2 separate regions of the Gasterosteus aculeatus genome follow, and region 1 is linked to region 2. A link is a contact called in public Hi-C data. All regions are on one chromosome and are shown on one strand. Each heading gives the region's core, a stretch centred on a gene start, on an enhancer-like site or on the middle of the called end of the contact. The rest is flanking DNA. Distances are from core to core; before and after follow the strand shown.

Region 1 (3,798 bases), core at 1,141-3,640, 72 kb before region 2:
AATGTCTAGAAAGACTGTGGTTAATATGTAATGCTCTCTATTTTGTGCAAGAAGACAAGTGTTAATGCCTTCTTTATTTATTGGTAAAACACAATGATTTAACTCTAATCTTTCTGCAACAGGATGTTTTTTAGGTGGGAATTCTGTCAAAACTATTCAAAATTGGAACATCAAACTCTTGTATTTGGCCAGCAGGTGTCCCTGTTTGGCAGTAGGTTTCCTGAATGAGCAATGACAGTTTATATGAGACACATTGGTCAAGAATGAAGATCTCTCCTCAGAGCCGAGGTGAAAACCAAAGTGAATCCACACAGCCAGCCAGATGTTCAGTCAAGGGAACAGAGCCACATTAAAACATAATGGCTTTTAAATGTTAATATGCCCAACTTTAAAGGTCAAAACTGGCATAGCCCACGAGTGCAAATGTTTTCAGAGGAGATGTATTTGTTAAACATTCAAGTGCATCAGAATCCATCATTATTGTCTAAAAAAAGGCCGCAGTCATCTGCCTGTACCTCTCCGGGACGGAAAAAATGACGTGGAACAGCCATTGTCTGTTGAGATATAAGAGAAGAATGATAACCTGTAAATGTGTGCGTTCTTGGGAGGACAAATTAAATCCTCTATCATCCGTGTGTGTGCGTGTTCCCCCAGGTGTGAACGTGCCATCCACTCCCGGTAATGGATGTAATTAACCAGTCACTGAAGCATAAAGTCTTTACATACTGTAAGTAATAGTCATGTTTGAGAAAATCACCTGGTAATGGGCAATTCTCCTCCCAGCAAGGACAATTAATGCCTCATCTGGCTTTTCTTAATTATCCAATTAAAGCTAGATCCTCTGCATGAAATTCCACCGTATCCTGGAGTGATTTCAGCGGAGAGAAGAGGTGGAGGAGCTTCAGCTAAATTAAATGAATGGTGAATGAGAAGTGAACGGGAAAAATATATCGTGAAATATATACATATGTATATATATACAGTATATAAACGGTGATGCATGTCTTCTACAGGCAATAACAGAGCAAAGGTGAGGGACTGAGAAGATCCCACATGTTTTGGCAGCTTGTTACCAGCTTGGAGGCAAAGTGCGGCCCCTGTGTGTCAGTGATAATAGATGAGCATGGGAATTGCAGGGCAGGAGCCAGTCTGCTGCGGGGCCGAGGTGTTCGAGGGCTGGATGGACTGGAGGGATGCACCTGTGGCGCTGAGAGAAGTGTGAGGAGAGGAGCAGCTGGCAGACAACAGTTCACGTTCAGACGCTCAGGAGCTAATGATGAAGCTCTCCATGTCACATTTCACGCTCGACAGGAAGTGGGGGCCACTCTTTCAAACGAGTGTTAAGACAGATAGATGAGGAGCTGTGGTAGAAAATCGAAGGGGTCAGTGCTGCTTTAAGCTCTGCCCAGGTGATTGATATCTTTATCAAACCATTCATGCGTGAAACCTTTACCTCACTACTCAGCAATCTATGTTTTGTATGATATTCATCACTTATCTGTTTGTGTTTTTAAGCTGCTCGGTTTGGATACACTTTTCTTCCCCTCATTTCAAGACAGTAATCTATTATGGATTTTGTCCACATTCTTTTGTTTCCTTTGTTTCTTCGTGTCTTTTAGATTTTCCACATCAATAATACAAATAGAACACACCATTTGTGTTGTTTTGCTTTTTCCTTGTGATCCAGGCCCCATAATGTAAACGACTGAACAACATACATACTGATGTATTTGTCCTAACATTTATTTCTCCCCGTTTCTCCCTCTGACGAATCCGTCGTCTGTAAACGCGTCGGTTTCTGCTTGTGTGTGTGTGTGCGTGTGTGTTTCTGTCCTCCCTGTGGGCCGTTAGCTCTGCTGTGCGTCTGTCACAGTCCCCGCAGTGAGCTGCAGACACCGAGGAGAAAGAGAACCAGGCCATCTGGACCGGGTCACACTGTACCAGCGACCACACGAGACGCAGCCAGAACTCCTCTCCAAACCATAGCAACCGTCCGGGGGGGAAGAAATAAGGGCAGCGGCCATGGGAACGTTTCCCCTCTCTACTTACAGTTGCGCTCTTTCTTTCCGTACGCCCCCCTTCTACGCCTCTTCTTTCTGGATCTCCCTCTTTCTTCACACCTCTTGAGATAACTATGCTAACATGAGTTGATAAATCCTTTTTTTGTGCCCCCCCCCCCAACCCGCCTCCCCTTCCCATTTATTCACGCTTTGTCTTTGCACCACTGGCTTTGCTTCATTCAAGAGGAAAGCGGCGTATCTGCAGCGGGCGAACCAGAGCCTTTTGTTCTTGATTTGAAAGAGCCTGCTTCCAGTCTGACAATTGGCAGCATACCGATAGGGGACAAACAGCAGTGTGTGCACATTCACCGACACACAATTTCAGAGCAGATACACGCTCGTCGCACACACACACATACTGGGAGAGATCAACTTTGCTCCTGCTTAGTTCAAGTGTCTGTCAGGGAGGACAACAAAGCTTTACCAGGGGCGACACAAAACCAACAATTCACCTTTTTAAACAAGCATTTCCATAACAGTGGAACAGTTGCTGGTACAATAAAGTACACTTCTTTTCCCACTCTGGCATTGTGGTGGTGTCTGCCTGCTATGAATACTGTGTTGTGTTTTGTGTTTGACCCTCTTGACCTGCTTTTTTTTGGGACCAGCATCCCTCCTGCCCCCCTTTTCAATGCTTTGAGTAACTCCCTACAGTCCATGGGATTCCCCCATGTGAACATCTCACTGTGTCCCTTCCTCCCTCAGTGTGTAAGATAATGAACTCTCATAACAAGCGAACCTCTTTTAGACACTTTCCATCCATCCTTGCCATGCAACAGAGAGGCACAGCGTGTGGTGGAGGAAGGGGGAGGGAGGCAGGAGTAAAGACTGGCTGTAATATCATGGAGACAGAGATGAATGCCTTTGGACTGCACTGTGCTGCCCTACTTTCATCTTGGTAATGGACGAGGTTAAGATACATCTCCAGCAGACGAAAAAGGAAAACGTCTCTTTTTTTTCCCCGCCTGCCCGAGCCGAGGCCGCTATTGATCCACCTCTGGCCAGAGCAAGTCTATTATCTTGAAGATTACTTTCGAAGCTTTTCATTTTGTTCTTGTGCCTGTGGATCAGCCGCGCTGTATGTGGAATGATTCAGTGCCCTGCAGCCGTGCAGCCGCAAGTCTGACCTGGAAGCAGCGTAGACGTCGGCCTCAACCATCAACCAGCCTCCTATTCTCACTCACTCTGACCTCGGACCTCTAACCTGTCCTGTATTAACAAGTCACTGTCGTTATTTCCTACCTCAACCTCATCTTTTTTTTGAGGAAAGAATGGTTGAAGGATTGTCAACCATTCAAGTTCAATCTTTCTTCCTCAAACTGTAAGCAGAGCCACAGGGAATGTTTTGACTCTGCTGCAATATCTTTCATCACTTGTTGTGTGTGTGTGTGTGTGTGTGTCTAGTGATGTGGTTCTTTCATTTCTTCCAAAACAACTTAAAACAATTCAATATACTTTCTTGTCTTTTAATTTTCTTTCTTTTCTCTTATGTTTCTTTCCCCTTTTCACTTAATTCCTGTTTCCTTTCTTATCTTATTTATTTTTCTCTTACATTTCCTTCCATTCCTTTTTTTCCATCCCCTCTCTTCTTTCCTTACCTTTCATTATATATTTTTTCCACCTCATTTCTCTCCTCCCATCTGTTGCCCCAGTTATCTAGGCTCCGTCTATCCATCAGCAGAGCAGCTCAGATTGATCCTCCTCAGGAAGAACATTAGAGAACGTTCCCCACATCTGT
Region 2 (3,528 bases), core at 627-3,126:
CACGCTCACACGCACGGCTGAATCTGCTCTCGGAACAAAAGAGCCGACTGCGAAACCTGCAAAAACAGCACGATTTGGTACTACTGGTACCATTACCAATAACCCATTAAACACATAGGGTAGACATTACACTGGTGCCATTTAAGCCGATGCCAATCAATGTGTTGTATTCATTTAGACGTCCCAAACGGAAATGGTATGTAATATCAGGCTATTGATAATGTTTCTAACAATAAACCGGATAAATGATTGGAGCAAGGCAGCCAAATATATAGATGATGAAACAACATGACAACCATTCGGATCACAATGGACACATGGCAGCTGTTTTATTGATTCATAATTATTTGACAACATTATCATATGATTCTGTGAGTAGGAATCTTTTTATGTTCATGGTTCGACACGTGAATTTAATATGAAAAATAAACAAGGGAGACCTCGAGCACTCAGCTGCAACAAAGCAGCGGTTGTTAAAGTTGTACACGATCTCCCCCTTGTGGACGACATATGCATTTTGAAGCTAAACTAAAATAAAATATATATATATAACTCAATATTTTCAGTGCCTTAAATAATTTTAATCTGTATACACTTTATATCAACATTTGGCTGTATATTTAGGAATAGGTTAGGGTTGATCAACCATTGTAGTTTATATATGTATATACATAGAGCAATGCCCAATATATATATTTATTCATTTCAGACCCAGAGGGATCCATAATACATACATTGATACAGTATCTATAAGCAGATTATTTCTAGACTTTTGCGATTAAGTCTATTACAGACAGTTATATTTGTCATAATATAAAGTCTCTCTCTCAACGTCACAAAATACAGAAAGATGGCCACGGTGATGTCCTGAAACAACGACATTACTATGGGCCTCTGTAGGCATCTATAACCATTTTACACAATATCCAGTCTAATATGTCAACTTAGTCTGTGATTTTACGTTAGTGAACATTTGTGCTACTTGACGTACCCTGCATGTGGGGTCTTAAGCGCACACTGTTTTGATGAATTTGACCTCATTGCTTCCATGTAATGCTATACTTCTTTCCTGTAGGCCTACTCCACTACACATTTCAGATTTAAATTGTACACTGACATAGTTTCATATACAATTTGTATCTTTTACACATTGTGTAAACCAGTTGTTCCCAAGCATTTGGTCTAATTACAAAAAACATAACTGTTAGCAGTTTTCAAGACAACAAGAAAGTACCCTGATTGGCCGCCGGCTGGAGAACACGAGCAAGCCGTATATGAATAATTCAAAATAAGCTGCATGGTGTGAGTGCCTAGTCAGTTGTAATAAATAAATACTAAGGGACCACTTAGATGGGGAGACTGTTTACTTAATATATTTTGCTCAACTTAAGGTTTTAGGGTTACTAGTTTATACCGTTTTTATTGGTTGATACATCATATGTTCTTTATCACTTAGGCCTATAAAACACTGAACATTTAAGTTGCCAGGTTATGAAAATGTCTGCAGGTACGTATGTCACGACGTCATCATAAAGGGTAATAAATTATTAATTTTGCTTTGGCGATTTAACTTGCGGTATTTTTCATTCAATGACTGTTTTATTAACTGATTGGTAAATACTGGAGGAGGAAAAAAGTAAACAGCAGCTGACTGAGCAAATTTTTAGAAAATACTTAAAACATGTATCTCTCATGTGGTACCGATTTGCATTCGTGAAAATGATGAAACCATAGTTTACTTTCCTGTTAAACGTCAGGTAATTTAACAATATCAAGTAGACGCGTGCAGTATTGGAAATAGCCACAAGATGTCCTCTTGCACCGTCAGTGTCCTCGTGTTGGAGTTTTCCTTTTTTTTTAAATTTAAATATCTCAGGTGACCTGCTCCTCTACTGCTGTTTGCCGTCTCTACCACGCGCTCTCCTTTCTAATCACGCTAAATAGGTTTAAACAATATCTACTCACCCCCCCCCCCCCCCCCCCCCTCTCTCTCAGACACACGCGCACGCACACAAATGCCATTTTGCCGACGGAAAACAAGCCGTGACCCTCCCCTTTATGCGTGCCCGCTGTCGTCGGGTAGCGCCAGGGAGCCCAGCAGGGTATGAACCCTTCCTCCAGGACCCCTCCGTGATGTACACATGCGACGCGCATTCCGTCCGACGACGTGAATCGCACTGATCGAGTCCCGCGTGTGATCCCGCCGATGTCGTCATCGCCGCTCATCCTCCCCCCGCCTCCCCCCGCTCCTGCGAGGAGGTGAAGCCTTTGAGAATAACACCGCCGGCCGCTATGAGACGAATAACGGGAGAGGCGCAGGAGGAAACTCTGATCGAGCTGCACGGCGTGGCGGATCCACAGACTGGAGGTAATTCGATGAAGACGCACTCATTGTTATTCTTCAATAGTCACCGGAGGTGGGGGGGGGGGGGCATTTTAAGTCACATGTTTCATTCTGGCCCAAAGGCGGCCTCACTTTTACTGATTGCAATGGAGCGACATGCTACTCTGGCAAAGAAACACTACTGTATATGTCGTGTCATAGTGAACAATCCATATCCTAACATTTTCTTTGGGTGGGATGATCCTCATCCTAAATAAATACAAATGGAATGACACCTTGACGAATATACCCCCCCCCCCCCCCCCCCCACACACACACCCTAATGCCAGTTTAGCATCTGTGTGGGCCTTAATTACGTATCCTTATTTTTCTTCGCATACTTCTTTTTGCCACAACTCGATTGAATTCATTTTTAGAGGAATGTTATTTATTTGGTGTGATTTTGGCACCTCAGCACTTCTCAGCACTCAGGCTGTGAATCACATCATGCATAAACCAGAAGATGGAGACTGTAGGAAGGAAATGATTAATTAGAGTTGTGTCAGTCAGTACTGTCAGATCTGCACAGCAGAATGATGAGCTCATTGATATATATCTGCACACAGAAGAGTTTATTGTACCTGATGTGTTATATGTTTGACATCGAGTTAACAGCCATCCCATAACAAGCCAGGAGCAAAACAGACTGCTGGGTAATTCTGTGTTAGTGAACAGTGGTTGTGTGCTTCCTACTGTCTGAAATGTCACTCATCTAGAGTTAAACGAAGAGGTAATTTCATCGTTTTAAACAGAAAAGGCCAATTTTGGTTAAATACTGATACATAAGATAATTGGACATAATGTGACAAACATTATAATCAACCATGCACAAATAAATAATCCTTATGAACAGTAATGAAGTAGTGTCTTTGAGAGAATGTGGGGAACGCCTTCGTTTAATGTCCCTAATCCTCGTATATATCATCCATGTCTCTTCTCTCAGGGACCATTGTACTTTGAACTTTTTGTATCCTCTCATTGACATTTTGAACTTCATATTTAAACTGCAGCAGTAAACTTTTGTTAAACCTGATATTCAAATTGTCACTAACTGAAGCACACGTGTCTGTTGAAGTCCGGTAAAAGTACCATATCAGAAGTTACTCTTTTAGAAATGTGTAATAGAATACGTCCATAACGCCTTT

Evidence for each region. A called contact is a pair of places that touch in the nucleus more often than the background predicts.
Region 1: a Hi-C map of tail fin shows a contact between it and region 2, with 4 times the contacts expected there. The contact joins the enhancer-like site here to the promoter of ano5b in region 2. A contact is called at or near these places in 4 of 6 Hi-C or Micro-C datasets (skeletal muscle, tail fin and whole body).

What each region holds. Positions count from the first base shown.
Region 1 is chr12:10,490,848-10,494,645 of fGasAcu3.hap1.1, reverse strand. No RefSeq gene overlaps it. Among protein-coding and RNA genes, the nearest start is that of cilp, 8.0 kb to the left of the region's middle. Within about 2 kb of position 2,390, at least 1 of the 9 cell types and tissues checked has open chromatin away from gene starts, as enhancers often do.
Region 2 is chr12:10,418,215-10,421,742 of fGasAcu3.hap1.1, reverse strand. ano5b (anoctamin 5b) reads left to right here and starts at 1,876. Exons shown (of 20, transcript XM_040201349.2): 1 at 1,876-2,368. The coding sequence starts at 2,293. igdcc3 (immunoglobulin superfamily, DCC subclass, member 3) reads right to left here and starts at 13. Exons shown (of 14, transcript XM_040163996.2): 1 at 1-13.